2 separate regions of the Danio rerio genome follow, and region 2 is linked to region 1. A link is a contact called in public Hi-C data. All regions are on one chromosome and are shown on one strand. The core of a region is the stretch at or near the end of the contact, and the rest is flanking DNA. Distances in the headings are between cores, read along the strand shown.

The links. Hi-C and Micro-C count contacts between places; a contact is called where the count stands out from the background.
Region 2: a Hi-C map of hematopoietic stem cells shows a contact between it and region 1, with 6 times the contacts expected there. The contact joins the promoter of cdca5 here to the promoter of stip1 in region 1. A contact is called at or near these places in 7 of 18 Hi-C or Micro-C datasets (caudal fin, embryo, fibroblasts and 2 more) and 2 of 4 datasets of contacts at active chromatin or transcription factors (caudal fin and embryo).

Annotation. Positions count from the first base shown.
Region 1 is chr5:72,822,315-72,828,178 of GRCz12tu, forward strand. stip1 (stress-induced phosphoprotein 1) reads right to left here and starts at 2,128. Exons shown (of 14, transcript NM_001007766.2): 1 at 2,083-2,128. The coding sequence starts at 2,091.
Region 2 is chr5:73,185,423-73,191,779 of GRCz12tu, forward strand. It overlaps cdca5 (cell division cycle associated 5), which reads right to left and starts at 2,858. Exons shown (of 5, transcript NM_001100947.1): 1 at 2,507-2,858; 2 at 2,227-2,306; 3 at 1,708-1,770; 4 at 747-1,247. The coding sequence starts at 2,561.

The sequences.
Region 1 (5,864 bases), core at 878-3,377:
GATAACCGGATGGTCACTCAGTCTGAGCTCCAGCATTTTTTTTTTGTGGAGAGAGGAGAACCCTACAGAAGGACAACTATCTGTGCAGCACTTTAATGTAATATAGTTTGGTATATTATTTACCTTCAGCTAGGCATGGGCCGATATAAGATTCTGGCAGTATAATAACCTTGGATAAAAATATCACCTTTTCACGATATTTTGATTACTGCTCTAAAATATATTCTTTTTAAATGTCTGGATAAAAAAAGGAAAAACTTTTTTCTCTTTTGAACACTATATATTCTATTTTGAGAATCTTTTAAAATATTTTGGAACAGTAAACGTGTCAGGCTTAACAAATCATTGACTTCTGCTGTCTTCATTTGTTTCAAAAACAGATTTTTTTTTACAATTTAAAATTTCGGCTGGAGATACTGCACTCAGACATATAGCTACACGAGCTGTCACTGGGGTGGTACCTTTGGTACCTCAAAAGTTTATTTATTTATTTATTTATATATTTATTTATATATATATATATATATATATATATATATATATATATATATATATATATATATAAATAAAAGTACCTAAATATTTTAAGAGGAACACTTTTGTACTTTTAAGGTACTAATATGTACCCTTGAAGTATTAATATGAACCTTTTAGGTACTAATTAAAAAAGGTACTACACCAGTGACAGCTCGCATACCTTTTTTCTTAGAATGTGTCGTCCTAAAAAAAAACAAAAAATAATTAAGTAAAAAAATCTTACACATAACTTATGAACGGTATTGAAGAACATGTTGACGGTTTTAAAACCTTAGCTTTTACAAACATGGTATACCTTGAAAATGGTAATCGTCCCATGCATACCTTCGGCCCACAGCTCTTAATGATATTTGGTTTTTGGCCCTTCATACGAAAAAGTTTGGGCACCTCTGCTCTAGAGACTTCATTTTTTAAAATCTTGTAAAAAGGGCCGTAATAAGTGCTCTTTAACTACTAGATCATTTATTTGTTTTTCCTTTTAGGTGATTAAGCTTTGTTTGACTGACAACTGGTGTTAAACAGGATTTCTTGAAAATAGTGAACTGCTGGAATAGAAAGCAGCATCTGCTGTGGAGACCAGAAATAATCGTCACTGACAGCTGATGTCCCATAGAGTCACAGCTTGCATTCAAACACATGCACTTTTAAGAAACACACATTACTGCTTATGAAATCAAAGCTCAATAGATGTTGTTAAATGACTTAATAACGATCCATGATAACTGTAAAATCACACTGAAAAGAAAAATGTGAAAACATACAGTATAAAGAGGACGTTTGCGTACTATCCTAAGCTATAAATGTACAATAAACCTTTTAATGCAGTTGCACATAATATTAACTGAATAGACCATTTCAATGTGGTCATGTCATTGGCCCATGAACATTTCCTGCTTGTTATCAAACTATTTCATAACTCTAACTAGAGATAATTCAATCATAACTTCATGTTAAAACAGATATCATAACATAATTTATCAGTATGTGGCTCTTTTTTGGATACTCAAAAGCTATAGTAATTAAAACATGCAAAACAGGAAATACGTCGGAACCATTGTTTTCGTTTACATCCCTCAAAATGGTCTAAAGAAAAAAGATAACAAATGCATCAGCTTAGTTTTGAACAGCAAGACTGGCTTGAATGAAATGATGTTCAGCCATTCACACACACACACAGAAGTCTCTAGACCTGACATGAGCTTATGCTAACTTGCTAACTGATGGGAGGTGACCGAGCAGTCGTATAAACACTTAATTCACAAACATCAACATCTGTACAAATAATGCTCACCATCTTCAAGATAACTGTTGCAGAAGAATCGTTCGCACAGATTGCAGGTTAAAGCACAGCGTGTCAGACTCAAATGCTAACGCGTTGTTAGCAAACTAGCTCTTACTATCATTGATACGGTTTAAAACGAGCTACAATGCGTCTGCCTATAAAACGAGCAAATATGAAACACTCTTTGAATAGGTTTCATAGGTAATGCACGAAAACTATTTTTCAGAATGTTTAAAATAAGCTGTTCAATACAAGTTACTTACTTTCTCCATAGCGTGGGGATGATGTTCCAGAATCTACCAAGACACTAGCGAAGCCCCGCCTCTCTGCCTATTATCAATGTTGCAGAGAGATGGGTTGCCAGTTGTTGAATTATTACCTCATGAAAAGTAAAGTTTTTGACTAGTGAAGTTTGACGTTCTGAAATAATTTAAACAGATTAACATTCTTACAAACACGTCCTTACCCTGTTTATAATTAAACTAAGTAATTAATCACTAATACAATATAATATCTTTAATAATGAATCAAACTGTGAATCAAAGTCTCCAGAAAATTCTAGAAAATGAAATTTTGAATCGATGCGTTGCGCATGGCAACCCGGCTAAAAGTGACATACGAGTGGAAGGACTGAAAAGTGTTACGTTACATTTGTCAACAGAAGAAGCAGCGCTCTCGTCACTGATTGGATCAGCCGTTTATTATTGGTGAAACGAGAGCTAAAGTTGTTGAGAAAAGTAATGCTGAATGTTCCAGAGCTTTGCAAGAATTCTTAGCGCTACAAACTTTCCAGGACCTGTAAAGAGAGCTTATATTTTGTCACGTTATGATAGGAAAATTATTTATGATATTATTAAAAAAATCCTTTCATATCCTGTTAATCCTAAATGTAAAGAAGTGCACTTTAAAATTATGAATCACATTTATCCTGCAAAAGAATTTCTACGGTTAAAATTTAATATTGGTGACTCAAATTTACGCCAGTTTTGTAATGTAGATACAGAAACAACAGAATGTTTTTCCAATGTGATGAGGTTAAAAGATTTTGGGATGAAGTTTTAGTTTGGATAAAACAGAAAATATCTATGAGATTGTCTTCTCATGGGAAATTATTAAAGTTGGCCTAATACTTAAGTATAAAGAGATATCTTATATAATAAATAATTTGATGTTATTATTAAAATTCCATATTCATACATGCATTTTTTTATTCCCCCAAGACTAGTGGTGTTTAAAGAAGAATTTGTTATGTATTTAAAGACATTAAGAGAGATGAAAAGCCAAAAAGCAAGATATTTATATTCATCATTGGATGATTTTGGTTTCATATTTTAAGAACTTTAACTCCCCTGCTACTTAATTTTCTTTAGCATTTTTTTGTTTGTTAATTTTTGTTATTTTATTTATTTATATATGTCGTATCATTAAAGAGGATGGAAAGATTGTGAATGTATGCAATTTGATTGTTATCTCAGTCTTTTATGTAACTCTAAAAAGTATTAATGCCTTTCTGTTACTGTTCAAGCATTGTTAATAAAAAAAATAAAATTAAAATTCTGTGCGCTGCTAAATGACAGGTTATTTTTCCAATAACCTGATTTACAAGCAGTTTTATAAAGGAAAAACATTTTTTAAAGTTTGTAAATGTTTGACGTTTACATACACCATTTCTTTCCAATATTTTCTGTATGTATTCCTGTAAAATCACGAGAGTTTGCCAGTGATGGACAATTTCCAGTGGAGCTATTGCAATTTAAAAAAAAAAAACTCTCTTGATTCTGTACTCCTGTTCACTTCTTTGATTAATGCTTGTGAAACAGTGATAGGAAAAAATTGTTTCATGCTTTCTCTCAGAAATAGATTCGGCATCTTTATTCCTCATGTCAAATTTGACTGGAATAATTTATTTCATGATATTCTTAAGGAGATTGTGTGGTCTTTACCCAAAAAATTTTAATCAAAAATAAGGTTAAAAAGGTTTCCTTCCTCTCCCGCAGTCTCATTTCTTTCGCTATCTGCGAATTAGGAACTATGTAAAGGAAAACAATTTATAAATAAACCAGAAAGTCATATTATTCAGAATCTTCTATCCTAGACATCTGATATCAAGCTTTGTTTGTGTTTTTGAAGCTTCAATATGCACTATGCGCAGGCCTTTGATAATGTCTGTGCGGGCCCCCGAAATTTATGGGCCCTTAGAATCGTCCTCACTCCCCCCTTCCCACATTACATGTTTAGTATTATTATTAATAATAATAATAACGACAGTAATAATAATATCTGGCTTCAAGGACTGTTTTAAAATTGTAAAACTTAAAAAATTATGACTATCTGGTGTTCAGGATAATAACAATACTACTACTACTACTACTACTACTAATAATAATAATAATAATTATTATTATTATTATTATTATAAGTATTATTATTATTATCATTATCATTATTATTATCAGCATTATTGTTATTATTAAAACAACAACAATAAAAATACTAGTAATTGTTATTATTATTATTATTACCAATTATGAATGTACATCTAATGCTCATCTAAATACCTGTTTATGGAAAAAATGTTCCCCAGATGGCCTGTACACGTGGCCGGTATGACTGAGATTTGTCTGGACAGACTAAGCGTGGCATATTGTGTTGCCCAATCCAAAATCCTATTCGGGCAGCAGTACAAATGTGATTGTGTAAGGCAATTATAATATGCAAAGGAGAACATTACGGCTACAGAAACATGTTTACATTAGAAAATATGATTATTAAAGGTGATCAATTTAAATTTGATTTGATGTAAGAATTTACTTGAGTAAAGGTGTAACATTTCCACTTACATTTTTTACATCAGTTTTAAGTTTGCAAAAGGGTAAATGACAGATGTCAATGCACTGCTTGAGCACACCAATAAAATATAATGCAAATGCAAGACTTAACAAGGAATAGAAGAATCACAGGGGCTTATATAAGGCTTCTAAAACACAAGTGAGAATAATCAGAACAAATATAGTACATATATGAACTTCAATGTCGTGTACACTCATCGGCCACTTTATTAGGTACACCTGTCCAACTGCTCATTAAGGCAAATTTCTAATCAGCCCATCACATGGCATCAACTCAATGCATTTAGGCATGTAGACAAGGTCAAGACGATCTGCTGCAGTGCAAACCGAGCATCAGAATGGGGAAGAAAGGTGATTTAAGTGACTTTGAACGTGGCATGGTTGTTGGTGTCTGACGGGCTGGTCTGAGTATTTCAGAAACTGCTGATCTACAGGAATTTCCACGCACAACCATCTCTAGGGTTTACAGAGAATGGTCCGAAAAAGAAAAAAGATCCAGTGAGCAGCAGTTCTGTGGGCGCAAATGCCATGTTGATGCTAGGTCAGAGGAGAATGGCCAGACTGGTTCAAGCTGATAGAAAGACAACATTAACTCAAATAACCATTTGTTACAACCGAGATATGCAAAAGAGCATCTCTGAATGCTGATGAGTCTCAATTTCTGCTGAAAATTCGGATGGGGTCAGAATTTGGCATGAACAACATTAAAGCATGGATCCATCCTGCCTTGTAACAATGCTTTAGGCTGGTGGGGGTGGTGTAATAGTGTGGGGGATATTTTCTTGGCTCACTTTGGGCCCCTTTTGAGCATCGTACCAATTGAGCATCGTGTCAGTACCACAGCCTACCTGAGTATTGTTGCTGACCATGTCCATGGACCATATCAAGTCAATATGGACCGAAATCTCTGAGGAATATTTCCAGTACTTTGTTAAATCTATGCCATGAAGGATTGAGGCAGTTCTGATCACAAAAGTGGGTCCAACCTGGTACTAGTAAGGTGTACCTAATAAAGTGGCCGGTGAGTGTATGCAATTTGTATTGCCATATCTCATATGGGTTCCTGTGATACAGGAACTACAGTGATACAGGTACAGTGTTGGCACATTTTGCATGTTGTACTCAGACCATAATTTAGGTATGACTGATCTGCATTGCATTGGCGTTATTGATTTTTACTGGACAAACTAAAAAAT
Region 2 (6,357 bases), core at 1,608-4,107, 360 kb after region 1:
ATCAGAAACATTGACTCCCTCACACTATTTAAATCAAGACTCAAAAACCACTCATTTAAGATGGCTTTCAATACTTCATTTTATCTGCACTATTGTTGTGTATATTTTATTTTTTTCTCCCGTTGTTTTATTGCTTTTGTTGATTGTACAGTGTCCTTGAGTTGCTAGAAAGGCGCCTTTAGATAAAATGTATTATTATTATTATTGAATCTGCAGTGAAAACTAGTCGCATGCATGGCAACACTTTTATGCACTCGCACAAATGCTCCTAAATATATTTTAAGGTCGCATGAATAAAAATATCCGGCGCGTATGCAACCAAAACGGTTGCAATTTTGAGCCCTGTAATGCTAAAACCAAATATTGCAAATGTAAAAACAAATATTGCTTAAGGGGAGTAATAATATTAACCTTAAAAAGTTTTTTTTTTATTTAAAACTGCTTTTATTGTAGCCGAAATAAAACAAATAAGACTTTCTCAGGAAGAAAAAATATTAGCGGAAATACTGTAAAAAATTCCTTGCTCTGTTAAATATCATTTAGGAAATATTAGAAAAAATAAAAATAAAATAAAAATTCAGGGCTAATAATTTTGACTTCAACTTTATATTCCCATGGGAAGTTTTCAGCCTTGAAAACACCCAAAATTTAGCGACCCTAGTCACAAATACCTTTTATTTTTTGATTTCATGTCAGAAAAAATCTTGTATAATAGTCATGTTTCATTTTCCCCAACTCGCTCTCACCTTTATCTGTTGAACGCGCTTCCTCCTGGTGGTCTTTTTCCCCAGACACACACCAGGGATGTTCGGATCAACCTCTGGAGGGTTAGAAGCGCTTTCATCAGCAGCAGAGAGGTTAAAAGAACCCATAGAGAGGGACATGAAGCCCAGAGGAGCGCTTCGAGACCCTTCAGTCTTCTTCATCACCTCTGGGGTCTGAAGACGCTCGAAGCCAAACAGGGACTCTCTGTTGTTTGGAGAAGAGGAACGGGCAGGTCTGGGACTTTCGAAGGATTTGTCCCCCATACTGAGGCGACTGTAGGAGCGTCGCACTTTCTTGGACCAAACAGAGTCCTGTTCTGATTCTGTGGGCTGAGGAGGAGGAGATGAAGACGGGAGGATTGGAGACAGGACAGATGTCTTGGGCTCTGCTGATATGGCCGGCGAAGATGTCAAGACTTTGGAGCGCTTTGTTGACACTTCAGATATTCTCTCCACGTTCTCCTTGTTACTGTTAGACAAGGCCTAGAAGGAGATTTATGATCATTATTATTTATTTAAATCATTAGTTAGGTATTTTATCAATTCTGAAGGAAATCCAGTCACTCAATAGCATACCATAGATAAAAATAAGACAGTAGACAACACCACACACAGAGACACATGAGTTTGTGTTAAAGGGATAGTTCATTACTTCATCATTTAATATCCCTCAAATGGTTTCACACCCATTTAAGTTTCTTTCTTCTGTTGAACACAAAAGAAGATATTTTGAAGAATGCTGATTGCTGGGACTGATCGACTTCCATAGTAGGAGAATAAAATTATGGAAGTCAATAGGTGGAATCAACCAGCATTCTTCCGTCAACCTTTCACAAAATGAATACGTGAAGGCTGAGTAAACGATAGAAGAATTTTCATTTTTGGGTGAACTGTCCCTTTAAGGTCTTAATCAATAACATGAGCATTAAATTGGTTAAATTACCTGGGTTTTCCTGGGTGCAATTTTCCGCACAGTGATCGACCGCTTCATGGCCACTGGAGGAGGCTTTAATGAAAGTAATATTATTATTATATTGTACATCAATTAACCTGGGTTTTACTTTTGTATGATGTATTAAAAGTCCAGTAGGTGATCTTTCACAATGCTAACAGCTTAGCATAAATCTCTGAATGACAGTCCCTCCCCTGCCGTCTAGAGCCATGCCTCCTTAAACACAAGCACAGCAAAAGAACCGTCTCTCATGTGTTAAAAGCGACTAGTGCTTGTCCGGCGGCGTGCAAGCCAAACTGACATGCTATTTTAGATTATTTAGTAACGTTACAACAGATTTAACAGAGAGCAAAATTAACAAGGTAGCAACTAATTTAAATGCTTGATGTGCAAAACAACCTCACTGTCAACTCACAACAACCAGTTTTTATTTTAACATCTATTTTAACACATATAGACGTGAACACCTGATGTATCAATGTTTCATTAATGAATTTCTAGTAAACTCACCACCACTTTAGATGGCAGATTCTCATCATTTGCAGACAATCTGCTGGACCTCCTTCGTGCTGGACTCTTTCCATTTGACTCTATGTAAAAATTTACAAATTAAAATTAAAACAAATAAAGGATAATGAACCATTTGTGTATAGAAAACACAGTAAACGGATCACACTAGCATTATAAAGCGTTCATTCACATTCATTATTAACTTTATACTAGAATACGGTAACTGCAGATTACACTCTGTAACAAACAAAAGTGTTATGTTCACATTAATAACACTCACTTATGATTTGATCGCTGCTTTTCCTCGATGTTAATCGTGGTGTTTTGGTGCTCATCTTGCAAAACGTCACCGATCCACAATACAAAACAGACAGCTGCTAGCTAGTGAGCTAACACAATAAACACGCATGAAATTTACAACGCGACGATCGCAGCACGTATGCAATCAGAACTGTGACTTTGCTTCGTTTACGCTTTGTTATAAGGATTAATAACCAACAAACAGCTAAAATTCAGTGTCTTTAGGTAAACATCAATCGACTCTACTTTTTAAATTCGCCCGCCTTCACATTGTAGCAACAAACATGGCGGACGCGGGGTGGAGCTAACGCAACATCCGGTGAGTTAAACTTGGTATCCTCTGGAGGACGCTATACATATAATATATAACATTACTTTTCAAAATAATAAAGGAAACACTTGGAGTTACATTATGTTGTTTAAGTGTTCCCTTTATTTTTAAACAGTGTAAAATAACACAATTATATAATAAGTAGTGCTTGACTATACATTGCTATATTTTGAAAGTAATAGGCGAGTTCACTCGGTTATGTACCTTTATGATAACGTTGTTGTGTTTTCAAACATATGTGGGTAATTCTTAAACCACGGGTACTTTTGTCCTTTCATCATATATCCAAAAATATTTATAATTTTGTTCAAATTTCTCTTTCTTTGTCAAACTAACAATAAAACCTACAGAAAAATATTGACTACCTTTCTATCATATATTTTTCATTTTATTCAACCTCCTTTTAGATGTCAAAAAAACTTCAACAATGAATATAACATTTTAAAAGATTATTTATCTGGTGTCTATTAATGTATCTTAATGAAGCACTAGTGAAATAAGTTAAATATTTAATGGTTATTAATGTGAGACTATTATCAATATTATTTTGTGAACAAAACATAGCTGTGTCACAGTATCAGTGTCATTTCCAGCTCAACACTGTAATGTCGCTTTACAAAGTTTGTTTGAGATTATTTAGGTGGTTTCTCTGAAAATTAATAGTGACATCTGAGAACATCTTCAAAATGGCGGGAATTTACATTTTCATCAACAATAATTGAAAAATATTCAAGGTAAAAATTGCTTGATAAGGAAATACATTTATTCTGTGTCATTTCCGAACATGTTTTACCTTCAAAGATGTTTTTTAAAAACCAAACTAAATAAGAGTGTTTTGTAGACATGAAAGGCTAGTCTCAATTCAAAGCGAATCGGTGAAGCTATATCTTTCATTTTTTTCACAATAAACTGTAGACATGTCATTTCCACCACTGTCATTTCCATCACCACACACATTTAAAAAAATATTTAAAAAGTTCTCATCACACATTAAAAGTGTATTCACAAAGTATGAGTTCCTGCTCTATTTAATTTACAAATTCAGTTTATTTATTTTCTAATAAGCTCTTAACCGAATTAATATAAAATTTTAGAGTGTGACAGGTGTACAGCTCAGCATACAACTAATTTATTTCATTGACAAATGTATAATTAATATTATATAGCTATATATTGTGGAAAGATTGGTTAAACTAGATACAAAAATTATCTTAGACAATGTTTGACGGCCATCATTTATTTCATTTTTAAAAAAGCTGTATATAATGAGATGTGGTGGAATTGACATTTGTTCAGTTCACGATGGAAACATGTTTCTCTTTTTATCCAAGTTTGTCCTCCTACAGTTCTTAAAACTAGACAAACTGTTTAAACTTATGAGGTTATGTCACAATAATTTTGAACACGTTTTTTTTACTCAACTTCACAAGGCTAAAAGTGCCCGTAGTTGAAGAATAGAATGGCCCATGTACACAGTTTCCTGTTTAAAAAGTCTTCATTCATTCATTCATTCATTCATTTTCTTGTCGGTTTAGTCCCTTTATTAATCCGGGGTCGCCACAGCGAAATGAACCCAATTCACCTGTTACCGCATGTCTTTGGACTGTGGGGGAAACCGGAGCACCCGGAGGAAACCCATGCGAAGGGAGGGAGAACATGCAAACTCCACACAGAAACGCCAACTGAGCCGAGTTTCGAACAAGCGACCTTCTTGCTGTGAGGCGACAGCACTACCTACTGCGCCTCACCCCTTAAAAAGTCTTTTCGCACACAAAAAAAATAAATCTATTTGATCATAAACTGGCCTCAAGTACAAACATTGGAAACTATTACAATGTAAACGAACTCCTAATTGAATACATACTATTTTAATAAACAATATGATCAATAATGAAATCATTGTAATATCTCATTTAAGCAGAAAACTGTATCAGTGCATCAAAAGTAGTAGTCTTTTAAACAAATCATCCTGAAATGTGTAGGCCTATATCTTGGTTTCCACAAAAATATACAGCACCAATTGTAATGGTATTATAGTAACTGTAATTAATAACTGTGGACAAAAAGCATTACAATTAGATTTTGTGTTTCAATCAGGGGACAAAAAAGTAAAAATCATATCTGAAACACTACACGCTGGCGACACCTGCTGGTCGAACCTGTGTAAGAACAATAACAACAGCCCATATTTATTGAGATCCTGATTGAGACACGCATCACAAACAAATTACATATATATACGTCAATAATCAAACAACTGATTTGTTATTATACATAATATGTATGTAAAACAAACAATTTTACAAGAAAACGTTCACCAAGTGTATCTTAGATCATTGGATATTGTGGGGCTGTCTTGACTGACGCGTCTCTTAGGGTGCTTTCACACCTACACTTTTGTTTCGGAACGTGTCTCGTTTGCCCAGTTAGCGCGATTCGATTGGCATATGTGAACAGGTCAATCGCGCTCTGTCCCGCGCCAAAGTAATCGCTCCGAGATCGCTTGAATGAGGTGGTCTCGGCTCGATTGAAACGAACCCTGGAGCGGTTCGATTGTAGTGAGAAAGCGATCCGAGCGCGGTTATATCACAGTGTTTTATGGATATGTAATAGGCTTACGGCTATATGAAGAGAGAATTATGAGTAGGGCGGGAAGTTTCGCGAGTCTCCGGATGCCCGCAAACGAGTGGTGATCTCCCGGTAATCTCACGTCTCCCTCCCGGTCCTCAAATAGGCATCGTCGCGCACCCTTCTCACCCCTCCCCACCGCATCTCTCCTCAGACACGTCACGCGCGTACCCTGTCAATCACCACCAAACCACCATCTCTCCTGACAGCTGAGCGGGACGCTGCAAAATAAACCCTGAAACTCTGACCAATGTAAGGAGAGTTTACTCGCACGTGACTTGTTTTAGCTCTTTTGGTCCGATTAGAAACTTTGCAGTGTGAAAGCGAACCGCTCCAAGAGCAAAGAGCAACAATGTAACAATTGTAATCTGTTTCGGAACAACTGAATCGATTCACAGGTGTGAAAGCACCCTTAGTATCGCACGGAGGTCGGGGACAGTACCTCTGGACTGGGCAACTGGGGTGGTGGTTCCCATTTTTAAGAAAGGGGACCGGAGGGCGTGCTCCAACTATAGGGGGATCACATTCCTCAGCCTCCCTGGGAAAGTCTATGCCAGGGTACAGGAGAAGAGGATCCGGCTGATGTTGAACCTAGGATTCAGGAGGAACAATGCGTTTTTTTCGTCCGGGCCGTGGCACACTGGACTAGCTCTATACTCTCACCAGGGTGCTCGAGGATTCATGGGATTATGCCCAACAAGTCCACTTGTGTTTTTGTGGACTTGGAGAAGGCATTCGATCGTGTCCCTTGTGGCATTCTGTGGAGGGTACTGTGGGAATTTGGGGTCGGAGGCGCTTTGTTAAGGGCCGTCTCGTCGCTGTATGAACAGTTTGCTTCGCATTGCCAGCAAAAAGTCAGACTTGTTTCCAGT